Regions from separate parts of the Sus scrofa genome. Here region 1 is linked to region 2. Evidence: chromatin contacts called from public HiChIP or PLAC-seq data. All regions are on one chromosome and are shown on one strand. The core of a region is the stretch at or near the end of the contact, and the rest is flanking DNA. Distances in the headings are between cores, read along the strand shown. Region 1 holds the start of KYAT1 (kynurenine--oxoglutarate transaminase 1). Region 2 holds the start of WDR34 (WD repeat-containing protein 34).

The links. HiChIP or PLAC-seq counts read pairs in DNA pulled down with a chosen protein or histone mark.
Region 1: a contact with region 2 is called in an H3K27ac HiChIP or PLAC-seq map of alveolar macrophages. The contact joins the promoter of KYAT1 here to the promoter of WDR34 in region 2. A contact is called at or near these places in 4 of 47 Hi-C or Micro-C datasets (heart right ventricle, liver, mesenteric adipose tissue and 1 more) and 2 of 2 datasets of contacts at active chromatin or transcription factors (alveolar macrophages and skeletal muscle).

Annotation. Positions count from the first base shown.
Region 1 is chr1:269,205,144-269,211,923 of Sscrofa11.1, reverse strand. It overlaps KYAT1 (kynurenine--oxoglutarate transaminase 1), which reads left to right and starts at 2,371. Exons shown (of 13, transcript XR_002337758.1): 1 at 2,371-2,502. It overlaps LRRC8A (volume-regulated anion channel subunit LRRC8A), which reads right to left and starts at 2,264. Exons shown (of 4, transcript XM_001928850.6): 1 at 2,151-2,264.
Region 2 is chr1:269,026,128-269,033,486 of Sscrofa11.1, reverse strand. It overlaps WDR34 (WD repeat-containing protein 34), which reads left to right and starts at 2,509. Exons shown (of 9, transcript XM_005660487.3): 1 at 2,509-3,163. The coding sequence starts at 2,978.

The DNA.
Region 1 (6,780 bases), core at 1,122-3,621, 180 kb before region 2:
CAAGGAGTGGGATCCCCCCCGCCCCCACAACCCGGAGGCTGAGAGGTCCTGTCACTTGTCCGGGACAGAGGCGGGCCCAGAACTCAGGCCTCTAGACTCCCTGGCAGAGGAGTCTCCTAACCCTTCCTCTTGCAGGAAACACTAGCTGACCTCCCCCTATGTATTCACCCCAGCTAAGTCCTCGTCCTCTGGCTGCCTCTGGAACATTGCTAGTGTTATGCCGGCCGCTGTATCAACGTTCTCCTGCCTGCCTCTCCTCCCAGACCGTGGCCAGTGACTCTGTTCTCCTAGTACCACTGCCGGCCCAGGCCAGGCCCTTACCAAAGGATGGCTGAGGGAATGAATGAATGAGTCAAGGGACAGAACGATGCTGTGCTGGGCTTTAGGGCCCCACCTCCAATCTAGCTGACGCCCCACGAGGTCTCAGACCATCAGCCTGGAAAAATCCATCACCTCCACTCTCGGGAGAGGGCGTCAGGAACCAGGCTGATTCTTTTCCTCCACCTCCTAGAGGCGAGGTCCAGACCAAGCCAGGCAGCAACCCAAGGTCCGGCCGAGTTCTGACCTGAGTCCTGACCTACAGGGGCAGTCCACCCCACGCCCCACCCCCACCCCAGTCCAGAAAGGCCACTGAAAGTGTGCAGAGGAAACGGCTTCCTAGTAGGTGTGTCCCGGGGATGGAGCATCTGGGGGAAGTCATGAACATTTCTCGGGCCCTTGCTCTGTGGCCCACAGCCCCTGGAAGGCGAGGGGCATTCAAGCTAACCCCAAAGAATGGCTAAAACTGGGAGACAGGGAGGCAGCGGTCAGTATTCCTACCCCAGCACCTCTCCAAAAGCCAGTCCTCTGGCACCAGTCAGCTGTCCTTCCCTCCCCTTGTGAGCCAGAAGAAAACGTGACCTTCATGGAAGCAATGCCAGTGTGACTGGGCCACAGGCACTGCCCAGTTCCTCTGAACAAACTCCCACTGCCCCGTCCCTCCACAGGAAGGATCACAGCATCGGACCTCCTCCTCCTGCCTCCAGTCTGTCTGTCTGCCAGACGGTCTGCTCAGAGGGCAGGATACAGTTTGGCAGGGGTAAAAAGCACTCGTAATGGAAAAGGTGGGAGAGGCCTTTGGGAGCTTTTCAGCTGTCCCAGCCTTCCTCTGTAGTTGAGATCCAAATTCCCCTTCCCTCATCAAGCTCTCTCCCTCTTCATCCTCAAAAGGTTCCTGGGGGGTAGGGAAGCCTCCATCAAGGAGGAGTGTGGTCACCAAGGGCTGCCCCCCTCTCCAGCCAAATCTCCAGCAGGAGGAGGTTGCCAGACACCCCCCAACCACCACTCCTTCTTCCCAAAAAAGGCAGCAGTTGCATCAGCTAAGAACCAGCTCAATCTTGGTTCACTCCAGTCCAGACCAGGGGAAAGAAGCAGTCTACAAAAGGAGCAGAATCATCATGAACCTCAAATGCCGGCAGCTCAGCTCCTTCACCTTGGGAGCCAACTTTGCTGGACCTCCAGCCTGGACCTCATCAGACCTGGCTCTCCCGCCCATCTGGATGCACAGGACATCTGTAGGGTCCAGAGCCTCGGACCCTGGACCAGGTTTCCCAGGAATCTCAGTCCAGAGAGCCCCCAAGAACCTAGCCAGGGATCTGCCCCAGATCAGGGCACAGTTCCCGCCGGATCAAGGAGAGGGAGGGGTCCAGGAAAGAGGGGGGTGTCAGAAGCCCAGGAGAAGGGGCTTTTTTGAAAACGAAAAAAAAAAAAAAAACTACCAAGAAGAGATCCCAGAGGTGGAACCTCTAGGAAGGGGGTATGTGTGTGTGGAGGGGTGAGGATCTGGGGGAACCCAGGGGATGACAAGGGGACCTGGGGGAGCCGAGGCGGAAACTCCCGGTATGTAGAGCGCAAGGAGGCACTGGGGTGCCTGGGAGGGGGCTCGCGCGCCGCGGCACCGCGGAGAGGGTGGGGGCCCCAGCGACCCCGGGGATGGGGAACCCGGAGGAAGGCCGAACTGAGCTGCGGCAGGAGGCCTCCAGGGAGCCGGCCCCGGCGGGCAGAACCCGACCTGTCCAGGGCGCCCGGGGCCGGACAGCTGGCCGGGGACGTATAGGAGTGGATTTCGAGAGGTGACAGCTCGTGCCCCCTTCCCCTCCCCACTCTCTTACCTGAGCCCGCCGCGCCCGGCCGCCCAGCCGGCAGCTCCGAGCCCCCGCCTCGCCGTCCCGCCGCCGGCTGCAGCGCCCCTCCGGCGCCTCCTTTTGTTTGTCCCTCACTGCACCACTCAGCCTCCTCCGCCCCGGAAGTGACGTCACCGTCGGGCGCGAACGCGGCGGCCAGGGTGTTGCCATCTTTTTGAGGGGCGCAGTCTCCAAGCCTTCACCTCCTCCTCCTCTCCCTGCTGGCGCCATGTTGCTTTGGGGCGGAAGTAGCGGAGCCGGGGTTCGGCCCCCTTAAAGGGACAGGGACTGCTGTAACCTTGCCGGCTTGGGGACGAAGGGTGAAGCGGCCGAGGCGGGGGTGAGTAGCTGCTGCCTGAGCGTTGCTGCCCCGAAGTCAGGTGGCGTGGCGGGAGGGCCTGGTAACTGGTTCCGAGCTCGATTGTGCCAGACCCCTCGCTTCGTTTGCGCTGAAAGGTTGACCCAGCCGGGAGCCGTTGCGCGCGCTTCTCGCTGACCCGCACTCGGACACAGGGACCTTCCGGGCTGATCCTCTCTGCACCCCCATCCCCCACTCCCCCACCCCCAGCAGTCGGTGGGGAAGAGAGAACCCAATGCAACTGGACGAAATCTGAGCAGAGCCGGGTCTGGAACGGGGTGCCGGACTCCAGCTCTATGGATCCCGAGCCCTCGGAGTATCCAGATTGATAATAGTAACGGCAACCACGTTAAGACAGAATCCGTACATTGAAAGACAGTGCCTCCACTAAAAAGAAAAATGTTCAATACGCACTAATATGGGACGACTTCCAAGATAACTTAGATGGGAAAAGGAAGGAGCGAAAAGAACAGCGTTAATCATACTACCGATTGTTTTGAAAGAACGTGTTGTGGGGAGGGGTACGGGTGTCTGCGGGTGTGTGAACCAGCCGCCTTGTCAAATAAATGCGAGAGAAGTTGTTCACTGGGGTGGCCTCGAACAGGAGAACCGGGATCCTGGGGATCTGGACATGGGGGAAGAATTTACTACCGAGTGCACAGGTTGGTTAAAAATAAAGTGGGAAGATGAGAATAATGACCGGTTCTGGTTTATCTAGGGCTGACAGGTGCGTGCTTTCAGCTCTCCTGCTGGAAGGTCTTGTATTTCCCCATTACGGGAGGAACCAGGCTGAGAAATTAGGGACCTTAGTAATGTCGCATAGCCAGGAAATGAAAAAGCTGGAATTTGAGCCCTGGAGGAGTTTACACTAATGCCATCATTCTTGCTTATCCCCCTCTTGAGAAGCCTTTTTGTTTGTTTGTTTGTTTTTGTTTTGTTATCAACCACACAATTCACTTGGAACCTGACACACAGCAGAATCCAGTAACTGTTTATTGGCTGGAATGGTCAGGAGACAACCATAGTGTAGAATGAAGAGAAGCGCGCTTTGGAGCCCAGAACCCAATCTGGAGCCCAAGACTTGCTTCTTCCAGCCTTGAGACTCTGGACCAGGCACATACCTCCCAGAGCCTCCATGTCCCCTCCTGTAGAACTAACTACAATGACTGACGCTGAGTGCTCCCACCTGGCCTGCTTTACATGCCAATTAGCCCCATTTTACAGATCAGTAAGTGCAGAGAAGTGAAGAAAGTTGCCCACCACAACATTGTAAATCAACTATACTTCAATTTTTTTTAAAGTTGCCCAGGAGCTCTCTGGTGACACAGCAGGTTAAGGATCTGGTGTTATCATTCCTGTGGCTCTGGTTACTGCTGTGGCTTGGGTTTGATCCCTGGCCTGGGAACTTCTTTTTTTGCGGGGAGGGGGGAGCACTCTTGCAGCATATGGAGGTTCCCAGGCTAGGGGTTGAATCAGAGCTGCAGCTGCCAGCCTAACCACAGCCACAGCCATGCCAGATCCCAGCCACCTCTGCAACTTACGCCACAACTCACGGCCATGCCGGATCCTTAACCCACAGAGAGAGGCCAGCGATGGAACCCACCTCCTCATGGATACTAGTCACATTTTAACCCTCTGAGCCACAGCAGGAACTCCCTGGCCTGGGTACTTCTGCATGCTGGGTACTTCTGCATGTTATAAATAAATAACAGAGAGTTAGCAATGAGAAATCTTTCCCTCTGATGTCCCCCTCCCATTCCTTTGGCCCCTAGAGTGGCATCCAGCTTGCTGACGCAGACACTCTGCCCATGGAGCAAAGGTGTCAATATGGCAAAGTCCCAGGGTTATCAGATTGCCTGTGTGCTGGGACATCTAGCTGAGTGTGATCCCCCCATTTCTGTAGCCAGGAGGCCAAAGTCACTCCTGACCTAACAGACGTGGGGCCACATCCCACTCCCAGATGGCACTGCCAGCTTCCTGAAATATTTCCCAAATGCTCATCTCACTCCCTCATTCTTGTACCAGAGAGTGGTACAAGCTTTGGCTTCACAGCTGGGGGCCCTTCTCTGCTTTCCTAGGCCTTGGATTTTGGGGTAAGTCCTTTCCCCATCTGAGACTCAGTTCCTCCATCTGTAAAACTGACAGGACTCTCTCTCATCCTGGCATGAAACCTAGATGCATTCATTACTTTTTTCTGCCATGTGTAAAACTGCCCTACAGAGTGAGATTTTGATTTTGGAGCTTGATCCCATGCCAGGAGGAGGAAGGAGTGGGCTGCCTACTGGAATCTCATTTGAGATCCCTACCCACCAAACCTGTGCCCTGGGCTCCAGAAGCCATTTCTCCTTTGCCAGTTTGAAAGCCAAGAGGAACTATGTGTAAGTCAGTGAACTTGTTATAGTTCCTCAGACAGGCTGTCACCTCCCTTAGGGGAGAACCATTGACTGGACAAGTGTTGGGGCTTTTTGCCCAAGCTCTCAGCATGTGAAAGTTCCTGGTCCAGGGATCGAACCCACGCCACAGCAACAACCCAAGCCACTGCAGTGACAACACCAGATCCTTAACCCTCTGAGCCACAAGACAACTTCCAGATTTGACAAGTTTTCACCAGACACTTGTCCTACAGGGAGTCTGTGTTTTTAGATCCCAAAGAAACAGACAAAAAAATCAGGATTCATTATCTGCGAGAGATTTTTTTGTTCTGTTTGGTTAACTGATTTTTATGGAAAGCTTTAGAGGTTTCCATGTTAATAGCTTATTGTCACTGAAAGATTAAGTGGGCCAGGATCTGTGCTAAATGCTTTTGGGGGGGTGATTGCATTATTATTGTCCCCATTGTACAGATGAGAAAGCTGAGCCTGGTATGACACAACCAAGGTCCTGTCGCTAGTTCAGAGTGGAACTGGGACGTTTTATCTAAGTTATAAATCCAGGCTTTCATCATCTGTGGCTGCTGGCGTAACAGACTGGTCTTACCTGGTCCGCCCTCCCTAGGCTCCTATTCTAAAAGTGCCATGGATTGTGTTTTCTCAGTAAGTGGGGGGGGGCACCTACAGCATCTTTCCAGCACCATATAGACCTGCCCAGTAAAGAACTGACTCAGGAGAGTTCCCTGGTGGCTCAGCGGGTTAAGCATCTGTGGAGCAAGTTTGAACCTTGGCCCTGAACTTCTGAGTACTGCAGGCACAGCCAGAAAAGAAAGAAAAACTGACTCAAGCCAAATACCAAGTGTGCCTCTATTTTTTTTTTTTTAATTCTGTTTGCCTGCACCCACAGCATGTGGAAGTTCTTGGGCCAGGGATCGAACCTGTGCCACAGCAGCGACCGGAGCCACAGCAGTGACAATGCTGGATCCTTAGCTGGCTATGCCACCAGGGAACTCCAAATGCGCCTAGTAACACCTAGTATCCTTACCACACAGAACTGGCTGAGGTGATGGGGGGCCAGGCTGCAGAGCCAAAATCCTCTTGCTTGTCCTTGCAAGCCACCAGGCAGGGTGGCAGCTGGATAAGGTGTGGCTCCTGTCGGAAAAGGCTGATGGTCTCCTGCGGGCAGCGGAGCTGATAGAGGCAGCAGCACCCACCTCCTGAAAGAAGGATTTCGAGAGGAAGGGTTTGGACTCTGGAAACAGGCAAACCAGGATTTGAATCCCAGCTCTCAGCTGAGTGAGCTTTATTCATTCTCCTCTGGAGCAAAATAGGGACGGTGACACCTTCCTGGAGGCTTCCTGTGAAGATGAAAGGGTTCCGCGCAGAGACCAGGCGCATCGTAGGTGCTCTGAGTGCAGAGAAGGGTGCAGGCCAAACACAGAAGGCTTCAGAGAAGAGGCCAAGCCAGGGCTCAGCCCTGCCGGGGGATGGGATTGGAGGGCACTGCCAGGCAGAGCACAGCTTGAGCAGAGATGGACAACGTCTAGTCAAAAGCAAAGGATTGGAGTTCCTGTTGTGGCGCAGCGGAAACGAATCTGACTAGGAACCGTGAGGTTACAGGTTTGATCCCTGGCCCCGCTCAGTGGCTTAAGGATCCGGCGTTGCCACAAGCCACAGAGTAGGTCACAGACACAGCTCAGATCTGGGGTTGCAGTGGCAGCGGTGGAGGCCAGTGGCTGCAGCTCCGATTCGACCCCTAGCTTGGGAACCTCCATATGCCGTGGGTGCAGCCCTAAAAAGCCAAAAATAAAAAAAGACGAAAAACCCCCTCCAAGGGATGGGTGTGTTTGGAAGAGGAGAGAACACGGCAGCCACAGGGCATGGATTCAGG
Region 2 (7,359 bases), core at 1,260-3,759:
CCTCACGGTTCCTAGTTGGGTTTGTTTCCGCTGCACCACGACAGGAACTCCCCTAAATTACAATTTTGAGGAGTGCTCCATAGGAGATAAACTCAATCCCCTGAGAGCCAGCAATGGGCTTGAGATCTGGCCCCCGTAGTAAATAACACTTCCAAGGAGGCATGAAGGTCAGGAGGGCAGGAAGGAGTGCTCTAGGTGGAGGGAAGGTGCACGGAGGCCAGAGGTCTGGCGGAGGAGTTTGATTTGCTGTCAGGGTAAAGGAATGGCCAGAGTGCCTGCAGCTTCAGAATGGGAGAAAGAGCCTCCCACCCCCACCCCTGCCCAAGCACCACAGGGCCACTTCCTGTCCAATTGCTTCTGCTTCTCCTCCTCTTCCTCCTCCAGTGAGCCTTGCTCCCCTTCCAGCCTCCTCCTTTCTGGCACAAGTGCCTGCTCAAGACTCTCCCACCCTGGAAACGTTTCCCCAGCTGTCCTGTGTAATACTTGACACAGCAAACCTTTGTTCTTTCATTCCCTCCTTTCTAATCACAAATAAACCACAATAAGACTTGAACCCTACAAAGAGAGAAAAATAAAAACCTAAATTACCCAGGAGCAGCTGTTATCCATATTTGGATCCATGCCTCTGGGTTTTGTTAGAAATATATATTGTGGAGTACCACGGTGGCCTAGCAGGTTAAAGATCCAGCGTTGTCACTGCTGTGGTGGGGTTTGATCCGTGGCCCTGGGAACTTTTGCTTACATGCCACAGGCCCAGCCAAAAAATAAAAATAAAAAAGGAAAAAGATACATATATTGTTATAAAAATAGGATAAGATGCAATGTACATAAATTGGATTTTATAAAAGCTTTACTATGCTGCAAACATTTTGCCACATTTAAAGAGCAGTGTAACAACACTCTTAATGGCCACCTGAGATTCTAATACCATGTATTAGAAAAACTCAACCAAAGGCTCAGTGTCCATTCTTTCTCAAATATTTAGTGAACACCTGTTGTGTGCCATGACTTTGCTTAGAAATTTAGGCTGACTGCAGAATCTTGCTGTTATCATAGTAATACTACTGTAAATGAATAATTGCTGAATATCCTTGGGTCTCAATGTCTGTGCAAATCTGTAATTGTTTTTATTTTATTATTACTATTATTATTTTTTGTCTTTTTGCCTTTTCTAGGGCTGTTCCTGTGGCACATGGAGGTTCCCAGGCTAGGGGTCTAATTGGAGCTGTAGCCACTGGCCTACACCAGAGCCACAGCAACGCCGGATCTGAGCCGTGTCTGCAACCCACACCACAGCTAATGATAACACCAGATCCTTCACCCACTGAGCAAGGCCAGGGCTCGAACCCACAACCTCATGGTTCCTAGTTGGATTCATTAACCACTGTGCCATGATGGGAACTCCTGAAGCTGTTATTGTTGATTCAGGAAAAATTCCCAGAAGTAAGATTTCTAGATTAAAGAGGAGGCTCACTTTAATGTCAAATTACAGTCCAGTTTGTTAGATTTTGCCTATTTTCACTCATACTTACTTCCTGTGTTGAGCTTCCTAATAATATCCATTACTTTCTCTACTTCCTCCTAAACCCTCTGCAGGCTGGCTTTTGTTCCCACAACTCTACTGAAATTGTTTGGGGCACTGAATACCTGGGACTATCCTTCTCTTCTTGAAATATTCTCCTTCCTTTATCAGGTAAAGCAGGTCCTACTGGCCTTAGCCTTTTGCAGTCTCATTTTATGTCTAGGAAACCAAGGCCCAAAGAGGTACCAAGTCTATTAAAGGGACAAAGCACTGGTCAGGCTTCAAATCCAGGCATTCTGACTCCTACAGCCTTGAACTTCTTTTCTGAGTATGATTTTTGGAATTCTTGGTGGTGTTTGCAAATTTTTCTGTTAAGAGGGCCTCACAAGGAGAATTCTATCTGGTTCCATTTTATTTTTAGGAAGAAATTCCTGTTGCGTTCCATGCCTCCTCTCCCACTGCCCCCCCATCCCTAATCTAATCAGTCCTCAAGGCCTTGGCTGGAAAAAGGTCCTGATGAGAACTCAGTGCTGAAGTGGTGCAGAGGGGCCTCTGATTGGGCAGATTTACAACCCTCTGAGAGTTTAGGGATAGGAGGAAAGTGGCCCAGAGGACCTGGCCGGAGGACTCTTGCTAGGAGTCTCAGAATAGGGCCTTGGGCCAAGCAGCTGCCCCCGAGATCTTGGGCAAATACGATGTAGCTGATCTGGAGCAGTTACTTTTCTGACCATCAACCACCCTCATGGGACATGTAACAGCTGATTCTTCATAGAGTTAGTTTGAGGAGTTATTAGGATCAACATACAGAAAACTGTGGACTCGACCTGCTACATGATAAACACTCAATAATGGGGTAGTTGTTCGGGTCTTTAATTTTGGCTTAAGCATTTTTCTATATCCGACCTCATCTGGGCCTTTCAACTACGCAACCACACTCTGGATCTACATGTGGACATTTAAAATCGCCATTTTATTGAGGCAGAAAATGGTAAGAGGGAGACCACTTGGCTTTGAGGTGGCCGCCAACTGGAGCCATGGGGTCGTAGGGCTCTGCTGGAGCATCCGGCTGCACTGCCAGCACTGCACCTCTAAGTCCGCAACTCTCCAGCCCGCCGCGGCCGCAGACTCCCGCCCTCGTCTCTGCGCCTGGCCGCCCAGCGCCATCTTTGAAGCTGGCACTTGCGCCCTGCATCCGCACTTCCCGTCCCCCTTCTCCAGAGCAGCTGCGCATGCCCTAAGCGTGCTCCCTCTGGAGTTGGAGAATGCAAAAGTAGTACTGCTTGTCGCATCGTCGGAAAAGAGTCATTTATCTTTTCTTCTCGGGTCTTGGAAGGAGGCGCTCTGACAAATTCAAAAATGGCGCCGATAGCCTCATCTCCTCAGTCTTCCGCTCTGGAGGCGCAGGGACGAAGGTCGCGGCGGAGTGCGCCGGCGTAAGGAGGCGGGGCCGTCTCCATGGCAACCTGCGCGCTGAGAGGGCAACTCTTCCCGGCGGGAAGGGCGGGTGCTGAGGCGCTGGCGACCCGCGGGATTGCGAGTCCCGAGGGGCCCGAGCGGCCCGGGCCGCTGCAGGACGAGACCCTGGGCGTAGCGTCGGTGCCTTCGCAGTGGAGGACCGTCCAGGGCATCCGCGGGGAGACGGTGAGGGCGCGGGCTCCGCTCGGGGGGACGCGGGCGGGAGGGTGAGGGATGGCGCGCGGCCACCAGGCCAGGTTCTCGGGTCCCACCGTTTAATTTTTACATTTTAATGCACAGAAACTAACTCTTGGGATGCTCTGTCCCAATTTCCCCAGTCTTTGACTACCAACAGAAAGGGTTTTTCTTTAAAAACCTCTAAAGACCCCACTTTGTGGAGGTCTTTGTGTGAACTGCAGTTTTTAGGCATTTCAGACTGACTTTCACTTAGTAAAATGCCCGAGCTGCATCTTAAGGTCGAGATACGCCGGCTTTCGAGTACGTAGTTGGACCCAAAGCACACAGACGAGATTGTCTGAGATGAGGGCAGGGCTTCTGAGGGGTCTGGGTGTAGGTTTTGTAGGTGTGGAGAGACTTGTTCTGGCGCTGATGATTCATCAGTCGACAGTGCTGGAGCTCCGTCCTGGAGCCGTAGTTTTGCAGGGGACAGAAAATAAACAATGTCCGTTATAAATAAATTGCAGCGTGTGTTAGAGGCAGTAGTGCCATGGACAAAGGGAAAAGGGTGCGGGATTAGAAAGACCGGGTTGGGGATTTGAGGGTGGGCTGCAGGGCGGGCCTCCCTGAGAGGGTGATGTTTCAACAACAATTTGGAGGAGCGAGAGATTTAGCCAAGTGGATACCTGAGTTAGAACCCTCCAGGCAGAGCCAACTTCAGGTGCAAAGGCCCTGGGGTTGGAGCACATCTGATGCGTGAGGAGGCGGATGGGGCTGGAGAGGAAGGAGAATGGCCCCAGGTGAGGTCAGAGAGGGTAAGGAGAGGCAGGTCAGGTGTAGGACCTTGCAGATCATTGTAAGGATGTTGGCTTTTCCTCAGTAAAAATGAGCGTTACAGGGGGGCTGCATATTTCCCAGAAGAGGAAACAGGGTTCACTTGCCACACAGGTGTTTGAACCTGCAGAGCCTACATCCTCAGCAACGCCAGTGACATTTCCACGAAGTCTACTCTCTTTTTTCTTTTTTTTTTCATGGCTGAACCCATGGCATAAGGAAGTTCCCTCATCAGGGATTGAATCTGAGCGGCAGCTGCAGCATCACTAGATCCTTTAACCCCCTCGAAGCAATTGGAGCTGCTGCATTCAGATTGTGTTTTAGGGCTGCACCTGTGGCAGATGGAAGTTGCTAGGCTAGGGATCGAATAGGAGCTGCAGCTGCTGGCCTACACCACAGCCGCAGCAACTCGGGATCAGAGCCGCGTCTGTGACCTACACCACAGCTCACGGCAATACCGGGTCCTTAACCCACTGAGCAAGGCCATCGATTGAACCCTCGTCCTCATGGTTACTAGTGGAGTGGGTTCGTTACTACTGAGCCATGAAGAGAACTCCCTGCAGTTGGAACCTTAGTGCACTGTGCTACTGTGGGAACTCCTGAAGTCCTACTCTTGAGGATTTGCCTCAAGCCAACATTTCGCAGTTCTCAAACCAGATTTGATCTAGCTTCAGAGTACTTCCCACGTTACTCTGCTGCATAGGAATGGTTCTGGTTAAAAGCATAAGGAGTGGGAATTCCTGTCGTTGCTGGGTGGTTAACGAATCCGACTAGGAACCATGAGGTTGCAGGTTCAATCCCTGGCCTTGCTCAGTGGGTTAAGGATCCGGCGTTGCCATGAGCTATGGTGTAGGTTGCAGACTCGGCTTGGATCCCGAGTTGCTGTGGCTGTGGTGTAGGCTGACAGCTACAGCTCTGATTCAACCCCTAGCCTGGGAACCTCCATATGCTGTGGGAGCGCCCCTAGAAATGGCAAAAAGACAAAAAAAAAAAAAAGCAAAGGGAGTGGATACTTTAGTTATAGCTACCCATCCTTATCGAAGGTAAGTGTGTAATTAACATTCACTGACTTAAAAAAAAAAATTCTTGAAATAGCTCTTGCTTGCCAAAGATTTAGACTTTAAAAGACTCCAGGTTGTGAACCAGTGTCTCAGTCTAACTTTTACCTTTTTTTTTTTTTAAACAAAGAGATTGGTTTGTTGATTTTCTTGTAGCTGCTATAGTTTTAACCTGTGAGGGTTTGAAGAACTAATTCTAATACCTGAGGTGTAAAGGTTTTCATCTCTGAGGTGGTTCACTTCCATTAGTCTCTTCTGTCTTATTAAAGGAGGTTTTTTTTGTTGTTGTTGTTTTTTTCCTTTTTGGGGCCATACCTGCAGCATATGAAAGTTCCCAGGCTAGGGGTCGAATTGGAGCTGCAGCTGGTGTCCTACACCACAGCTATAGCAACATGGGATCCGAGCTGCGTCTGCAACCTCCACCACAGCTCAGCAACTCTGGATCCTTAACCCATTGAGCGAGGCCAGGGATCGAACCTGCATCCTTATGGATATTAGTAGGATTTGTTTCCACCGAGCCACAAGGGGAACTCCCTGAAGGAGTTTTTTTGGGGTTTTTTTTTTTTTGGCCACACCTGTGGCGTGTGGAAGTTCCTGGAGCAGGCATCTAGCCCACAGTGTGCTTCTGGCCTGCACCACAGTGACAAGAATGCTGAATCCTTAACGCATTGTGCCACGAGGGAAATTCTGAAGGAGATTCTTTATTAAATTGTAAGACTGTTGCAGGAGGAGTTCCCTTAGTGGCTGAGAAGTAATGAACCCAACTAGGATCCATGAGGATTCGGGTTCGATCCCCGGCCCTGCTCAGTGGGTTAAGGATCCAGCATCACCATGAGCTGTGGTGTAGGTTGCAGACACGGCTCAGATCCTGTGTTGCTGTTGCTGTGGCTGTGTCGTAGGCCGGCAGCTCTAGCTCTGATTGGACCCCCAGGCTGGGAACCTCATATGCCACAGGTATGGCCCTAAAAAGCCAAAAAAAAAGTTGCGGAAGTCAGAAGTGGTAAATTGCTTTTTCCAGGTTACCTTTTTTTCTCTTTATAAAAGTTGTCTGTATCCAAAATTTAGGAAAAATATGGATAAGCAAAAGCTAGAAATAAAAATCACCCTACAGTCTGATTCCCCAGCCATTTGGTTGATACCGACCTCATCTCTCTTGTCTGTCTTCCCCATTATTTTTCTTCTTTACAAAAATGGAATCACACCATACGTAATCTTTTATAGACCTACTTTTTTCACTTAATACACCTTGAATATCCTTTTGTGTTTAAAAATTTTTTATAACTTCATTTTATTTAACCAGTCATGTGATCTCTTCTATAAAGTGGGTCTTGTTAAAATACTTCTTGTAGGAGCTCCTGCTGTGGCACAGTGGGATTGGCAGCAACTCTGTAGCTCCAGGACAAAGGTTCAATCCCTGGCCTGGCCCAGTGGATTGGAGGATCCTGCATTGTTGCAGCTGCGGCTCAGATCTGGGGAGGGGGGACTTCCTGTGAGATCAAAGGACATTGCTGATCAGAAAGCAGTTTGAGAACCCAATACAATGCTGTTAAGGTGTGGGGATTATGAATCTCAGCAGCCAGCCAGCTAGTCCAGCTGTTTGAGATGAAGGGCTTCTTTTTTTTTTTTTTCTTTTTTCTTTTTAGGACCTAACCTGCGGCATATGGGGGGTGGCTAGATGTCAAATCGGAGCTACAGCTGCCAGCCTATGCCACATCCACAGCAGCACGGGATCTGAGCTTTGTCTGCGACCTACACCATAGCTCACGGCAGTGCCCAGTCCTTAACCCACATCCTCATGGATACTAGTCAGGTTGTTAACCTGCTGAGCCACGGTAGGAACTCCCAGAGTTACCTTTCTGAAGTGCATTCTGATCCTGTCAGAATGTAGGGTGCACTTTTCTCTTTTTTTGTGTTAAGATACATGTGATATTTATCATATTAAAATGTACAGTTCAGTGACACCAAGTTTATTCACAGTATGCAGCAGTCACGACCATCCAGTTGCAGAACTTTTTTTTTTTTGTCTTTTTAGGGCTGCACCCATGGCATATGGAGGTTCCCAGGCTAGGGGTCAAATCGGAGCTACAGCTGCCAGCCTACACCACAGCCACAGCAATACCAGATCTGAGCCACATGTGTAACCTACACCACAGGTCATGGCAACACTGAATCCTTAACCCACTGATGCCAGGGATTGAACCTGTGTCCTCGTGGATACTAGTCAGATTCCTTACCGCTGAGCCAGTTTTTTTTTTTTTAATCAGTGAATGCATTTTGGGCATTCAGGTCTGTCTCTTTTGGACTCTGAGCTCT